3 separate regions of the Gossypium hirsutum genome follow, and all the other regions are linked to region 2. A link is a contact called in public Hi-C data. All regions are on one chromosome and are shown on one strand. Each heading gives the region's core, a stretch centred on a gene start, on an enhancer-like site or on the middle of the called end of the contact. The rest is flanking DNA. Distances are from core to core; before and after follow the strand shown.

Evidence for each region. A called contact is a pair of places that touch in the nucleus more often than the background predicts.
Region 1: a contact with region 2 is called in a Hi-C map of leaf, with 2.3 times the contacts expected there. The contact joins the promoter of LOC107928745 here to the promoter of LOC121202937 in region 2. A contact is called at or near these places in 4 of 34 Hi-C or Micro-C datasets (callus and leaf).
Region 3: a contact with region 2 is called in a Hi-C map of leaf, with 2.1 times the contacts expected there. The contact joins the promoter of LOC107928739 here to the promoter of LOC121202937 in region 2. A contact is called at or near these places in 2 of 34 Hi-C or Micro-C datasets (callus and leaf).

What each region holds. Positions count from the first base shown.
Region 1 is chrD03:45,235,133-45,239,870 of Gossypium_hirsutum_v2.1, reverse strand. It overlaps LOC107928745 (cytochrome P450 86A1), which reads left to right and starts at 3,129. Exons shown (of 1, transcript XM_016860000.2): 1 at 3,129-4,738. The coding sequence starts at 3,346.
Region 2 is chrD03:45,389,218-45,393,528 of Gossypium_hirsutum_v2.1, reverse strand. LOC121202937 (phosphomethylpyrimidine synthase, chloroplastic) reads left to right here and starts at 2,599. Exons shown (of 7, transcript XR_001697963.2): 1 at 2,599-2,737; 2 at 3,721-4,030; 3 at 4,120-4,247. It overlaps LOC107950204 (ATP-dependent zinc metalloprotease FTSH 7, chloroplastic), which reads left to right. Exons shown (of 13, transcript XM_016885009.2): 13 at 1-374.
Region 3 is chrD03:45,181,082-45,185,400 of Gossypium_hirsutum_v2.1, reverse strand. It overlaps LOC107928739 (GDP-mannose transporter GONST2), which reads left to right and starts at 1,818. Exons shown (of 10, transcript XM_016859995.2): 1 at 1,818-3,185; 2 at 3,619-3,821. The coding sequence starts at 3,628.

The sequences.
Region 1 (4,738 bases), core at 1,880-4,379, 150 kb after region 2:
ATAAGTATCCACTCGTGATAAATGTCGGTGAACAATTATTGAGATAAGAATATGGGTTAAGGCATGGATTGTTGGAAGTGTTTTTTTTTAAGAGTATATTTTGTTAAGAAAGTATTATGGGACAAGAGATTTATGAAACAATTGGAAGGATTCTCTAATTAATTAGATATGAAAGATTAAGTATAACAAGGGTATCATAATTAACATATACGGGAGTGATAAGACCATATGGTATTACCAGAAGTAAATGATACATACTAGTAGTCGACTCATAGAAATTCCTACAATATTGTAAAGCATCCATCAAGGTACGGTTCATGAGCTCACTAAGTACTCTTGTACTTGCAATATTTGTTATTTCTTTTCAGGAGATTGAAGAGATTTTGCTTGGAGGGACAACGCCAGGAGTACGCGCCGAGTTGGTAGCGATGAGGGCTATTATGCATATAGTGGAATTGTGGTGTAGTATTGGAATATGCCCTTCTAATTTGTTTTTGATAAACTTCTATTTTGTAAAATATATTTGATTCGAGTTTGTTGTAATTAAATATATTTTAAACACATCCATTGTTTTGTTGTAATAAGCATTTAATTAAAATGTCACATTACATGCTTTAAAGAAATAGGCAATTTGTAAATTATTTTTGTTAGTGTTTGAGTTTTGTGTGGTAACACTCGAATCCGAACCTAGTGAATCAGGTCGGGTTTGGGGAGTTACATAACACATGCTTAATAAGGTACCAATTTTGGCGTTGTGAGAGTGCTAAACCTTCCTTGTGCGTAACCGACTCCCGAACCAAAATTCTCTTTGGACTTTAACGTAGATTCATAATTGTTTTTTTTAAAGAACTTTAATTTTTTTTCCTAAAGATGATTTTACTAGTATCCAATCACACTTAGCTAAAAAAAAGTTCGATGACGATTTTTTTTTAATTTAAAGTCTTCGTTTTTTATAAAACCTCTTGTTTTCTCTAAATCAAAATTTCTATAATTTATTAATAATTTATTAAGTTGATTATTTCAACTAGAAAATTGGTCACTGCAAGTTAATTTTAAAATAGAGTTATTACTTGAATAGAACTCTAAGTATAAAATGTAGGGAAAAATGTTGTGGTTATAATTTACCATTATTAGTTTAAAAAGTTGGCATAGACAAAAGTTGTGCTAATTTTAATTATGTAAAATAGAGTTATTATTTGAATAAAATTTTAAGCATCTTAATTATCATTTTATTAAATTTAGAGTTAATTATGAAAATTAGTTATTATTTTTAATAATGTTACTTTGCATTAAGTATATAAAGTTCTACAATAAATTATCAGACGAAATAAAATTACTGAAATTTTTTTTATTGGTTCTTCTTAGAGAGAAAAATGCTCTGTTTTGTTTGACCCATGCGTCCAACAAAAACAAGCTATTACACAATTAAAAATTCCAATTAAATTAATATTTTTTACTATTTAAATATTCAAATTAATTAGAAAATATAATTTAATAATTTAAATGATATATTAATTATTTAATTAAATTAAATAGTAATATTAAATGGAGTTAATATAAATTTAATAGAATAAGGATAAAATTTAATAGTAATAAAATTTTGAATCCTAAAATAATAATAATAAATAAACAGATTGCTCCATTGATTATTTAATTGAAGCAGTTGCTTAAGTTCTTTGATCTTGATCAACATATTGAGAGCTTTAAATATCTCTAGGAATTGATCATGCCCGAGCCAACCAGTCAGGTCTGAAGGCCGAAAAATGGGTTGAAATAAAATAATGAGTCACATTTTCTAAACGGACTAGGCCTCACGTAACTTTTTTGGTCTAAATTCAGCCCGACATGAATTTGTAAAAAAATAAAATAAAATAAAATCTCTTGCTTGTTGTTGTTGTTTTCACTACTTTTGCTACTGTTTTGTCACTATATTGGTGTCATTCGCTATTATATTGTTACTATTTTATTTTTATTGTTTGGATATTATATAACTCTTTTTTTTATTGTTAATTTTGTTATTATTTAGAGGTATTTGCTTATTAAGTTGCACCTATCTTAATGTTATTTAAATAGGAAAATTTTTATTTTAACGTTTTTAGTGTATTTGATGTATTATTTTTTTAAACTTGTTTTTAATGTAAAATAATAATATAAAAAATTTAACACGTGTGGGTCAGGCCGGACTCAAATTTTAACATTTTTATTTAGGTCTAGTTTAAGTAAATTTTAGGCTCATTTTTTGGACCAAACTAGACCTAAAAACGAGCCTAAAATTCTATTGAGGCCTGGTCCAAACCTAACCTGACCCATAATCACCTCTAAATCTCTTATGTACGAGAATATATAGTAAAAGGACCCCAAACAAAACAAGAGCATCCCCCCACCCCCAAGAAGATGATGATATGGGGCATTGCAGTAGAAGAAAAAACCCATTTTATGTTTTGTCAATGCAGGTAAACTGTCTCTAACCACTTCTTCTTTCTCATTTTCTTTGGATGAGGATCAGCTTCACTTACAAGCTAAATTAGAGTGTGTAATAGGGTGACCTTAGGAGATTAGCAAGGCCTTCCCTCCCTAAGTATGAAAATATTCATTCCTACTCCGATTACCATGACTAATGTTTTACCTTGATTTCATTGGGTAAAATATTTAAAACCATTTATATCATTGTCATGGTTAACCGAGTTTGTACTTAATGATGGAGTCTGAAATTTTTTTTTTGGACTGAAATTAAATTGTATATTTCGTAAAAAATACAATTTTATCATTTTAATAGCCTATATTTTTATGAGTTTTAAAAGATTAAATCAAATTTTATCATTTTAGGGGAGGGTAAAGCACAATTTTATTATTAATTTAAAATTTTATAAATTATAAAGAATCTAAATTAAAATTTATTATTTTAGGGGATCATGATCCCTAAATCTCTATTATGCACCGTCACTGTGGTGCCATGACAAGAAAACTTGTTATTAAAATAAAATTTGGTTGACAACAAGTACTGTGCTTCATTTCTAGATAACCCATTTCCCCTTTCCTTATAGAAACAAACAAAAAAAAAGTTTAAAATGAGAAGGAAAAAAATTTAGCCAATGAGGGTAGATAAATCAATAGAATAATAGCTAGCAAATGTAAGTCATTGCATGGTTTTCGTGTAAATTCTGTGGCATAAATAAATTCCTATCAACCGAAACAATAAATATTGCCATGAACGAACATTTCCCAACAACTCTTCCTACACCTTTCTAGTTTCATCACTTTAAAAATAACTTCATTTTTATTCATCCCTCTCATAAAACAATCTCAACTTCAACTGTGTCTACTTCCAATACTGTTAATAGCAGTATGGAAACCCTTCCATTTGTCTTCAGCTTAGCTGCTGCAATATTTGCTTATGCACTTTGGTTCCATATCCTAGCCAGGAGGTTAACCGGTCCGAGAGTGTGGCCTCTAGTCGGTAGCCTACCATCTCTTTTCGAGAACCGGAGGCGGATCCATGATTGGATGGCTAGTAACCTTCGAGCAACTGGTGGCTTAGCCACGTATCAAACATGTACTATTGCTCTTCCTTTCTTGGCTTGGAAGCAAGGGCTCTATACTGTCACTTGTCACCCTAAAAACATTGAGCATATCCTCAAGACAAGGTTCGATAACTACCCAAAAGGGCCCAATTGGCAAGCTGCATTTCATGATCTTTTGGGGCAAGGGATCTTCAATAGTGATGGAGAGACATGGCTCATACAAAGGAAAACAGCAGCTCTTGAGTTCACAACCCGGACGCTCAGGCAAGCCATGGCTCGTTGGGTGAACCGGACCATCAAGGATCGGTTATGGCATATTTTGGATAGAGCATCCATTGAGAAGAAATCAGTGGACTTGCAGGACTTGTTGCTTCGGTTAACGTTTGACAATATTTGTGGCCTTACCTTTGGTAAGGACCCCAAAACACTCTCTCCTGAGTTACCTGAGAACTCATTTGCTGTTGCTTTCGATACAGCCACAGAAGCAACTCTCTATAGGTTTTTATACCCTGGTCTTCTATGGAGATTGGAGAAGATTTTGGGGATTGGAGTGGAGAAAAGATTGAAGCGTAGCCTCCAAATTGTCGAGAACTACATGAACGATGCCGTTGAAGCAAGAAAGGAAGCTCCATCAGATGATCTACTGTCCCGTTTTATGAAGAAGAGAGATGCTGAGGGCAACCTCTGTACAAGTGATGTTCTCCAACACATTGCTCTAAACTTCGTCCTGGCCGGTAGGGACACCTCTTCCGTGGCCCTCAGCTGGTTCTTCTGGCTCGTCATGAACCATCTGGAGATTGAGCAAAAGATCATCGACGAAATATCAACAGTTCTCCAGGAGTCACGTGGTGAAGATTGCAAGAAATGGCTTAAAGAGCCTCTGGTGTTCGATGAAGCAGACAAATTGATATATCTGAAAGCAGCACTAGCTGAAACACTGCGTTTATACCCCTCAGTTCCAGAGGACTTCAAGTATGTTGTTGAAGATGATGTCTTACCGGATGGCACGTTCGTGCCTGCCGGCTCAACTGTGACATATTCAATATATTCAGTTGGAAGAATGAAGACTATATGGGGAGAAGATTGCATGGAGTTCAGGCCTGAAAGGTGGATATCACCAGAAGGTGACAAATTCAACACACCAAAGGATGGTTACAAATTTGTAGCATTCAATGCAGGACCACGGACTTGCTTGGGGAAAGACTTGGCTTACCTAC
Region 2 (4,311 bases), core at 1,350-3,849:
AAGTCTTTTCATTATTTTATTCTCACTACACTTACCAGAGGAAACATAGAGAAGGAAGTGGTGAAGCTGAATATTTATTTCCCGAAAAATCCTTCAAGCTTGTCTCCCCGTTCTTGATATTATGGTGATAAGTTCAGGTTGGTCTCCGTCTGTTCTGTTGTACATTGGCTATTATTTTTATCAGTCATAACGGGTGGAGTTTTAACAGTAATTGAGTTGTACAATAATTATTATGTGAAATATAATATAAGATTATTGCACATAATAATGTTGGGTTAAAAAATGTTTTGTCTTCAGAAGAACATTGTACATATAGTATGCTGTAGAAAATACATGCTGTTAATAATAGTTTCCCAAAATGGAACTAAACATTATTTTTGAGCTTTGACATGAAACCAGAAGTGTAATTTCCTTTGTCCGAGAACATGACACATCAAATAAAAATATAAAAACAGTATAATTAACAAACTAATATGATATGCTCAACACTCATGTTTTGTATTTAGGATTTTGATACATTTAATAATTGATCTTATATTATATCTGTCAATTCAGCAGGTCAGGTTGGTTTTGGGTATTGTTAAATTATCAAATCATTTTGGTTTGGTCTAATTTAGAGTTTAAGTGATTTCAGGTTTGATTCTTTCTAGTTTGGGTTATTTTAGTTCATGTTGGTTCTTTTGGGTTAATTGTTCGGACCATTTTGAGTTACGATTGTTTTGGTTTGTTGCCTTTTAGTGTTAAATCAGGTTAAATCGGTGTGAATCAAAATTAAAAATCTATTTATGTTTATCCAAATGTTCTTAATTGATTTATTTTAGATTTTTACATAGGAAAGCATTAGGGGGTATAAGTCTATGTTTGATAATTGAAAAGTTTTATAAAATATGTTAAAATTAAATATTTAATATACTTAAATTGTTTAATAAAAGATAATATGATCTTAAATGAAATAATAAAACAATTGAATTTATTGAATTTAAGTCTGTCTAATTATTTGCATTCTGAGTTAAAATTTAAGATATTGAAAATATTACTTTTCAGTTAATTGAATCTTTTTAACGCATTTTAAAACTGAGCCTAAATTAGAAGTTTTACCAACTGAAAGCAAAAGCCATCATCTAATTAAGGGTGGGGTTATGGTATTTTTGACTTTTGCATTTTAAAGTATAAATTATCAAAATATCTTGTTTTTTATTAACTATTTAAAATGTATATAAAATTTTGGATTAATTTATATTTCATGTATCATCATATTAAATTAATTAAATATGATTTATTATTATATTTAAAATTTTAAAATATTTCATGTCTAATTAAATTTACAAATAATTTATTAATTATTTAAAAATATATTTTATGATATCTAATTTAATTTAATTTTTTAATTTTTAACATTAGACATTTTAATTTTTCATTTGAAAGTTTAACTTTAAATTAAAACCGTCCTTTTTAAATTGAACTTTTCACAAACATATCTTAGCAATAGGCGAAGCTGGCCCTAGAACATGAGGAGTTGAGAAGAATGAAGGGTGGTGAGTAGGTTGAGGTTTGATATTTTGGCCCTCAAAAATATCAATGTTGCTTTCAGATCACAGTTTCGTTCTTTCGTCCGCATTCTCGGGAAACAAACAAAGAAGTCCACTTGACCTGTTTACCAAGCAGGTGGCCCAATGTCATCCTTTAATTCCCTATCCTTGATTTCAACAATAAAATAATTAATTCAAGATTAACGTAAAATAGTACGAGTAGGGATTGAGGTCTTTTACAAACATTCCAATTTTAAATGTTTGGTTTAATTTGAGGAAAATCTTATTTATAATATTCATATTATAGACATAAAATAAAAAAATAGTTAGTACAGTTTTAAATTTAAAAATAAAAAAATTAGTAAAATTTTTCGTAAAAAATAGACCTCTTCAAAATAAATAAATTATTTTTTCTTTTCTTTACTAAAAATAAGGTACGGGAATGATTAAATCTTGCCAAATGAATTAATTTATTATTCACTCGTATACTAAAACATGCAGAAAAATAATACTCCTACCAAATGTAGCTAAAGTGTTTTATTTGAATTCTCAAAGTATCAAATATTGTATCAATTATGTTTTTTCATCAGTCTAATATCAAATTTGGGTGTTAAATGTCAACTCGAATTCAATATGAAGAATATTTAAAACATATGGATCAAAGTTTAATCATGTCTATACCAAATGCATTAACAATAAATTTGATGCGTTAAAAATATTATTATTAAAATTTAAGAAAATTATATTTTTTTTCCTTTTAACACATTATATCTAAACTATTTATATGATAAACACAGATGTATTTAGAATTTGACATATTTGTTTTAAATATGATCCTCGTCAAATTTGAGTTAACATTTATGTCTATGTTGACAACTGGGCTGATGGAAGGAAGCAATTGATACGATGTCGATGCTTTAAAAAATTAAATTAGAATGATTTAAAGTTTGAGGACTAATTTAAAATATAAATTATAGTTTAAGGACATATAATGAAATTAACTCTAAAAATGTATATAGAAAATATCTAATAAATGCACCACGTAAGCATGCGCTTTTTCATTATTTTTGAGAGGGAAAAAAAATGTTTCTGTCGCTCTTTTACCTATATAAATGGAAGAAGCCAGTGAACGACGAGTGCTCAGTTCTTATTAGAGAGCTCTCTCACGCTCCACTTTAGAGACGCTTAAAAGGGATAAGATCTTCCAGGTTCCTCCTCTTTCTTCACTCTTTTTTTTTTTTTTTAAATTTCTTTTGTTTGTTTGGCTGGTGAGAAAATTAAATTAAATCTAAATAAACAGCACATTTTCTTTTTATTCTAGATCACTGCATGCTGGTTTAATTCAAACATAGGCTTGTAATTTTACGTGTTTTTCTTTCTTTCTTTTTATTTGTACTGCCCTGTTATTCAGATACACTGAACCACTAAGGAAGCTGTTGTTTTTTCTTCTTAATTTTGGTAACGTTTTCTGCGATTATAGTAAGTTAATTATTTATAAGTGATAATGGTAAGTTATAGATCAGCGGTTGGATTTGTATGAGAAGTCTTCTTAAATCTTAATGGATATGCTTTGTGCTTATTAATTTTGAATGCCTTTCTATTTTAGTTCTGAAGAAATTCAAATTTTGATCTATACGAAAAGAAATGTTTACTTGTGCAAAATATCTAAGATTATGCGTTTTCTTTAGCATTTTATATGAATACACAGCACACTGAACCAGGAGACATATATATTGCATATATATTGTAGATCGAGGGTTTTCACTGAAATGCATAGAACTATGTAATCACATTTACGTCCATCGTGGTGTCCCTTAGATTATTATTTATTAGAAACTAGACTAGAATTCTTCTGTTTATCTGATGAAAACTTTATGAAGTTTGAAAGACTATAGAGTATAGACCTTTTGTCCTTGCTGGTAATGCTGATTAACGCGGCATTTTTTCTTTTTCATTCTAGATTTATCTTTTATGCCATTAGTTAATTTATTTGTATATATAATGTGTACAAATTTGTTATTTTTATTCTCAAGAGTAGGCAACGATGATTGCTTTTTTTCTAATCAAATTCGACCTTCACGTGCTGCATTTATCAATTATGTTTGTTCTCGATGTTGTATGTATAGTTAATCATTTGATGATTGTGTGGTTATGATTTATTGATAACTCACGACATGCTTGGACAATCCAGATATGGCATCGGTGCATGCTAGCTTCACATCAGTTGTATGCAAGAATGGCAACCATTCTGCTCCTTCAAGGTTTCCTTGTACGACCTTCTTACCTGGCTTTGATGTGGTTGGTCGTGTTTCAAATGCTTGTAAGAAGGAAATATGCCCTTCTATGAGCTCAGGTCCTAAAGCCACATTAACTTTTGATCCTCCAACAACCAATTCAGAGAAAAGCAAACAGAAGAAGCATACCATAAATCCTGCTTCCCCTGACTTTATGCCACTTCCATCATTTGAAGAATGTTTCCCAAAGAGCTCAAAAGAATGCAGGTTAATTTAGTTATATATATGCAATTTGTTGGTTCTGTTTTCTTTCCCTTTTGCTTGAAAATATTTTTTATGCGTGATGAACCTTTCAGGGAAGTTATTCATGAAGAATCTGGCCATGTACTCAAGGTTCCCTTTCGAAGGGTTCATTTGACTGGAGATGTGCCAAACTTCGACACATATGACACCAGTGGTCCTCAAAACATCAATCCACGCATTGGTAGGATGCTCAACCTTACTCTCAGCTTCTTGCTCCTTTTTGAAGGACATTAGCTTTTCTTCAC
Region 3 (4,319 bases), core at 569-3,068, 210 kb after region 2:
TTTATGAATGTTCAGTTAAGTGCTTACCCATCATTTACCTAGAGAAGTATTTTGAGTGCTCGGGGTTTAATCAAAAAGGGAGTCGGTTGGAGAATTGGCATAAGTGAGAATATAAATATCTGGAATGATTCTTGAATCCCTGGACCTGGAAATGAAAGAATACAGGTTCAGAACATAGATATCAGGTACACAAAAGTATCAAAATTAATTAATCATAATTCCAATACCTGGGTAGAAGAAAGAGTGAGACTCTTTTTTTATGAAGACCATGTAGAGAGAATCCTATGTACTCCACTTGCCCAATCAAAGCCAATAGACAAATTGGTGTGGAGACATGAAGGTTTTGGTGAATATTCTTCTAAGAGTGGTTACAGGCTTCTGCTAGACGAAGAGTTACAAAACAAGGGTCTACGTTCTACAGCCATGCCTAATTTAGTTACAACATTCTACATTAATTTGTGGGCACTACAGCTCTGAACAAAAATCAAGATTGAAGTATAGAGATTCGCAAAAAATTATCAACCAACTTTTGATAATTTACAACGCAGAAAACTACAAGTTAAAAATGTCTGTCCCTTGTGCAATTCAGCTGAAGAATCTATTGACCATTTGTTACGACATTGCTCTGTTTCCAAGAAAGTTCTAGACTCATTGAATGTTACGACTATCCTTACCTCACATAATTCAGATTATAAAACATGGTTAGCAGAGGTTTTCATGCAACCTAACACAAGATTAGAGAAGTTATTGGTGATATCTTACTGGGCAATTTGGTTTGGCATGCATGAAATAAGCTTGCTCATGAAGGTGTTAGATAATTAGTGCAGGGTTTGACAGTGTTTATTAAGGCACACCTAGTAGAGCTAGAGGCTCTGGGTGAACTAAATCCATCAGTTTTTTTACCTAAACAGGAGAAATGTGTACCACCAGGTTCTGACAGTATTAAACTTAATTTTGATGCATCTTTTAGCCCTAATACAAAAACTTCTATCTCAAGAGTACTGGCTATAAATTCTTCAGGTCTTATTATGGTTGCATGTACTTACCCCCACCATGGTGTTACTGATGCCTTCATTGCCGAAGCACGGGCGTATGAGTAGGCCATCATCTTTGCGGCTGAGTTAGGATTTTGATCAGTACAGATGGAGGGCAATTCACTTACTGTCACTGGGAAATTGAATTCTCCTACATTAGACAAGTCTATCATTAGCCCGATTGTTCAAGATATTAAGGCAAAATTGGGGATATTTGCAAAAGTCACCTTTTGTTTTGCTGGAAGACAAGCCAACATCATTGCTCACGCACTGGCTGGAGAAGGTTGTCGATTCTCGATCTAGCCGTACTGGATAGAGAAAGCGTCATTTATGGTGGAACGGGCAGCCAAAAGAGACTTGCAACAATGGTTTCATCAGAATTAATCTGCACCTGACTGCTTTGGAATTTGGAGATTTTCTAATCTTTTACCTCCAACTGGTTCCTAAAGCACTTCTCTCTCTTTTGATATCAACGGTTTGTTCACACACTAGAATTTTAAAACTTGGATTGGAGAGAGGTTTTTGACTGGTTTTCATCGGTTTAGGAGGAAAGCAAGGAAAGAGTTTTGTGTTTTTTTTTTTTCAGATGGTAACCTTTCCTTATCTGTTGGTTGCCTTTTCAAATCTTGGACAATGTATTGAGGGGCCTGAGGGTTCTTTATTTGTCTTATGGTTTAGTGGGTTGGTGCATTAAACCGACACCATCTTTCCTTGCCTTTAATTAATGGAAACAGATTTCTTTTTTGTTAAAAAACTAAATCAAATCAATATTTCTTGTAAAAAAAAACTACACAAAAATAAAAATCTTTTATAACATTACACTTATCTCTAAATTTTTCTTCTCCCCTCTCTTTATGAGGTCCTTCACTCCTAAGTTTTCTTTGGTTTTTTAGCTTCCTATGAGCAACCACTCAACCTCCGGGTTTGGCACCACTCACATTTTTATTTCAATTTTTTTCTTTTTTTTTATTTATGTCATTCAGCATAATGATTTCAAGATCTAGCCTCCTTTCTAACGGTTTGTGATCGTTGGTGAGAGGTTGTTGTCTATTTGCTCCATAGGTTCTCCCATGTTTGGTTGTTTATCCCTCTTGTCTTTGGTAAGGCCTTGCCTTTGACAAACTTTGCTTCTTCTTTGGCACTTTTTTGAAGTCTCATCGATTATGACCAGCTGTCACGGTGTCATTGCACAAGATCTGCTTGTGGTGGTTGTGTTGCCAGTGCTTGGCTTTGGCTTCTCCTCCATTTGGTGTCCTTGTCGATCCTGTGGTGGTTGTCAACGTCTTTTTTAAGGTTTCACAGTGGCATTGCTTCCACTAGAGGCATGCCCAATTACAGTAACCTTTGTTTCTCGGAGCATTTTTCCTCTCTTCCCCATGCATGACAGAAGCGTTCTACTAAGGTTCTTTGAGAACCTATTTGTTTAGTTGGGCTCAACTCATGGGCTTTGTATTGGTTGGTAACTTGTTTTTTTATGAATGAATCTCATCACTTTGGGCGTCCAATGCTATAACATCGCTACTCCAAGTTTAGGGCTTTTTTTCTTCGGGGCAAAAAGATGAAGCATTAAAGCTCAAATTAGTTTGTTGATGGGCTTTAGAGTCCTCCATTTTCGTACCAAAAAGAAAGGCATATATTCCGCTGGAAACTCATCAAAAGAGGGGAATCCATGTGCCTGTCACCCTTCAACCCTTGAATTAAAATACAAATAAATCCATAATCGGAAAAAGGAGGACTGAGTTGCTTGTTCAGTTTACAATGGCGAAATTCAGACAACATGTGACTTTGTGGCAACCTCGGGAGTTGCTCCAAGATCCATTATTCAAATTCCCTTACTTGCCTGGAATCTCGCTCTCCATTTCGCTTTTTTCACGCTCATTCCACTACGCATTTAAAGTTTTATACTTCAAACTTGTCTTTCTCCATACTTTTGGATCTCTCATTTTTCTTCCCCTTTGCGTGCCATTTCAAAAGAGTTTTTCACATTCAGTTTTCACGTCTTTTGCATGTTCCTTTGCCTCTGTCGGTTCAGTTTCCTCTTTCATTTCCAACGCCTTTGATTGGACTCTCATCCTTTCATTTTTCCCCCTCTATAACCTTTCAGGGTGGGAGGTTACTGAATTTGAAGCTTGAAGGGAACCAATCAAATTGGTAACTTCTTCAAATTCTTGGGTTATGTTTAAATTTTTTGAATTTTGTTTTTATGTTTGCCAAATGTTTGATAAAATCTTGGCATTGCTGACAAGGGTTTTCAATTGAATTGACTATATTGCTTTAAATTTCCCTTAGTGGTAAATTTTTTTCTTTTTTTGGGATGGTCAAAATTAGAGTGACAAAAGCAGGGCAACTTCTTGTTTCTCAAATTCACTACTTATGAATCTGAATATGGATAGAGATAACAATATAATTTGCTTCGAAAGCTTCTACGTGGCATTATTGCTTCATTGAAGTTGTCTACTAGCTTGTTTTCATGCTTTAGAAATTAGAATTCTCACTTCCTTGGCAAGTTCTCATTTGAAGTTTTGGCAATGGCAATTTGGAGCTGATAGTTCCAAATCTCATGTTTCTTTTTTCTCATATGCAGGTCAGTGACATGTCGAGTATCAAATTAGATGAGGTTGTTTGCCGTGATTCTGAGGAATCAGAATTAAGCTCTTGGAATGAGAAAGCGACTTCAGATGAAAAGGTTAATAGAGTATATGAGATCCTAAATGGCATCCATAAGCAAGGGCAGAGGTCACTTGGCAGTATCACCCCAAATGTTGAGAATGGAACACTGACTGATAGGTAGATTTACCAACAAGTTTCGACTTCTAACGGTTTATTTTTCATTCATCTCTATGAGTTCTATCTTTTTATGTGTGCTTCGTTGTAATGTATGTTTGTTTTATGAATTTGATTTCAATACGAATCTAATTTATATACACTACATGTCCAAGCTTGAAAGACAAGAAATTGGCTGGTTATGAATTGCACAACAATGAGATGAGCCAATGATCACAGTTGATATACTCCTTGTCCTATTGTCTTTGAATATTTTAAACTTCGATTACCTCTGCTTGACAAAGAATTTTGATCGGAGATCAAGTTGTTGCTTTTTCCATATTTAAAATTTTGAGTTTCTGGATTTCTCCTAATGTATATACAGTACTAAACTACTAACTAATTTGTTTGCATTCATGTTGTATAAAGTAATATGATCATACAGAACTATATGATCAAATTTTCCACTTTAAAAGTGAGTTTTGTCGGGTCAATTTGATGTATATATCGCTCTTTCATCAG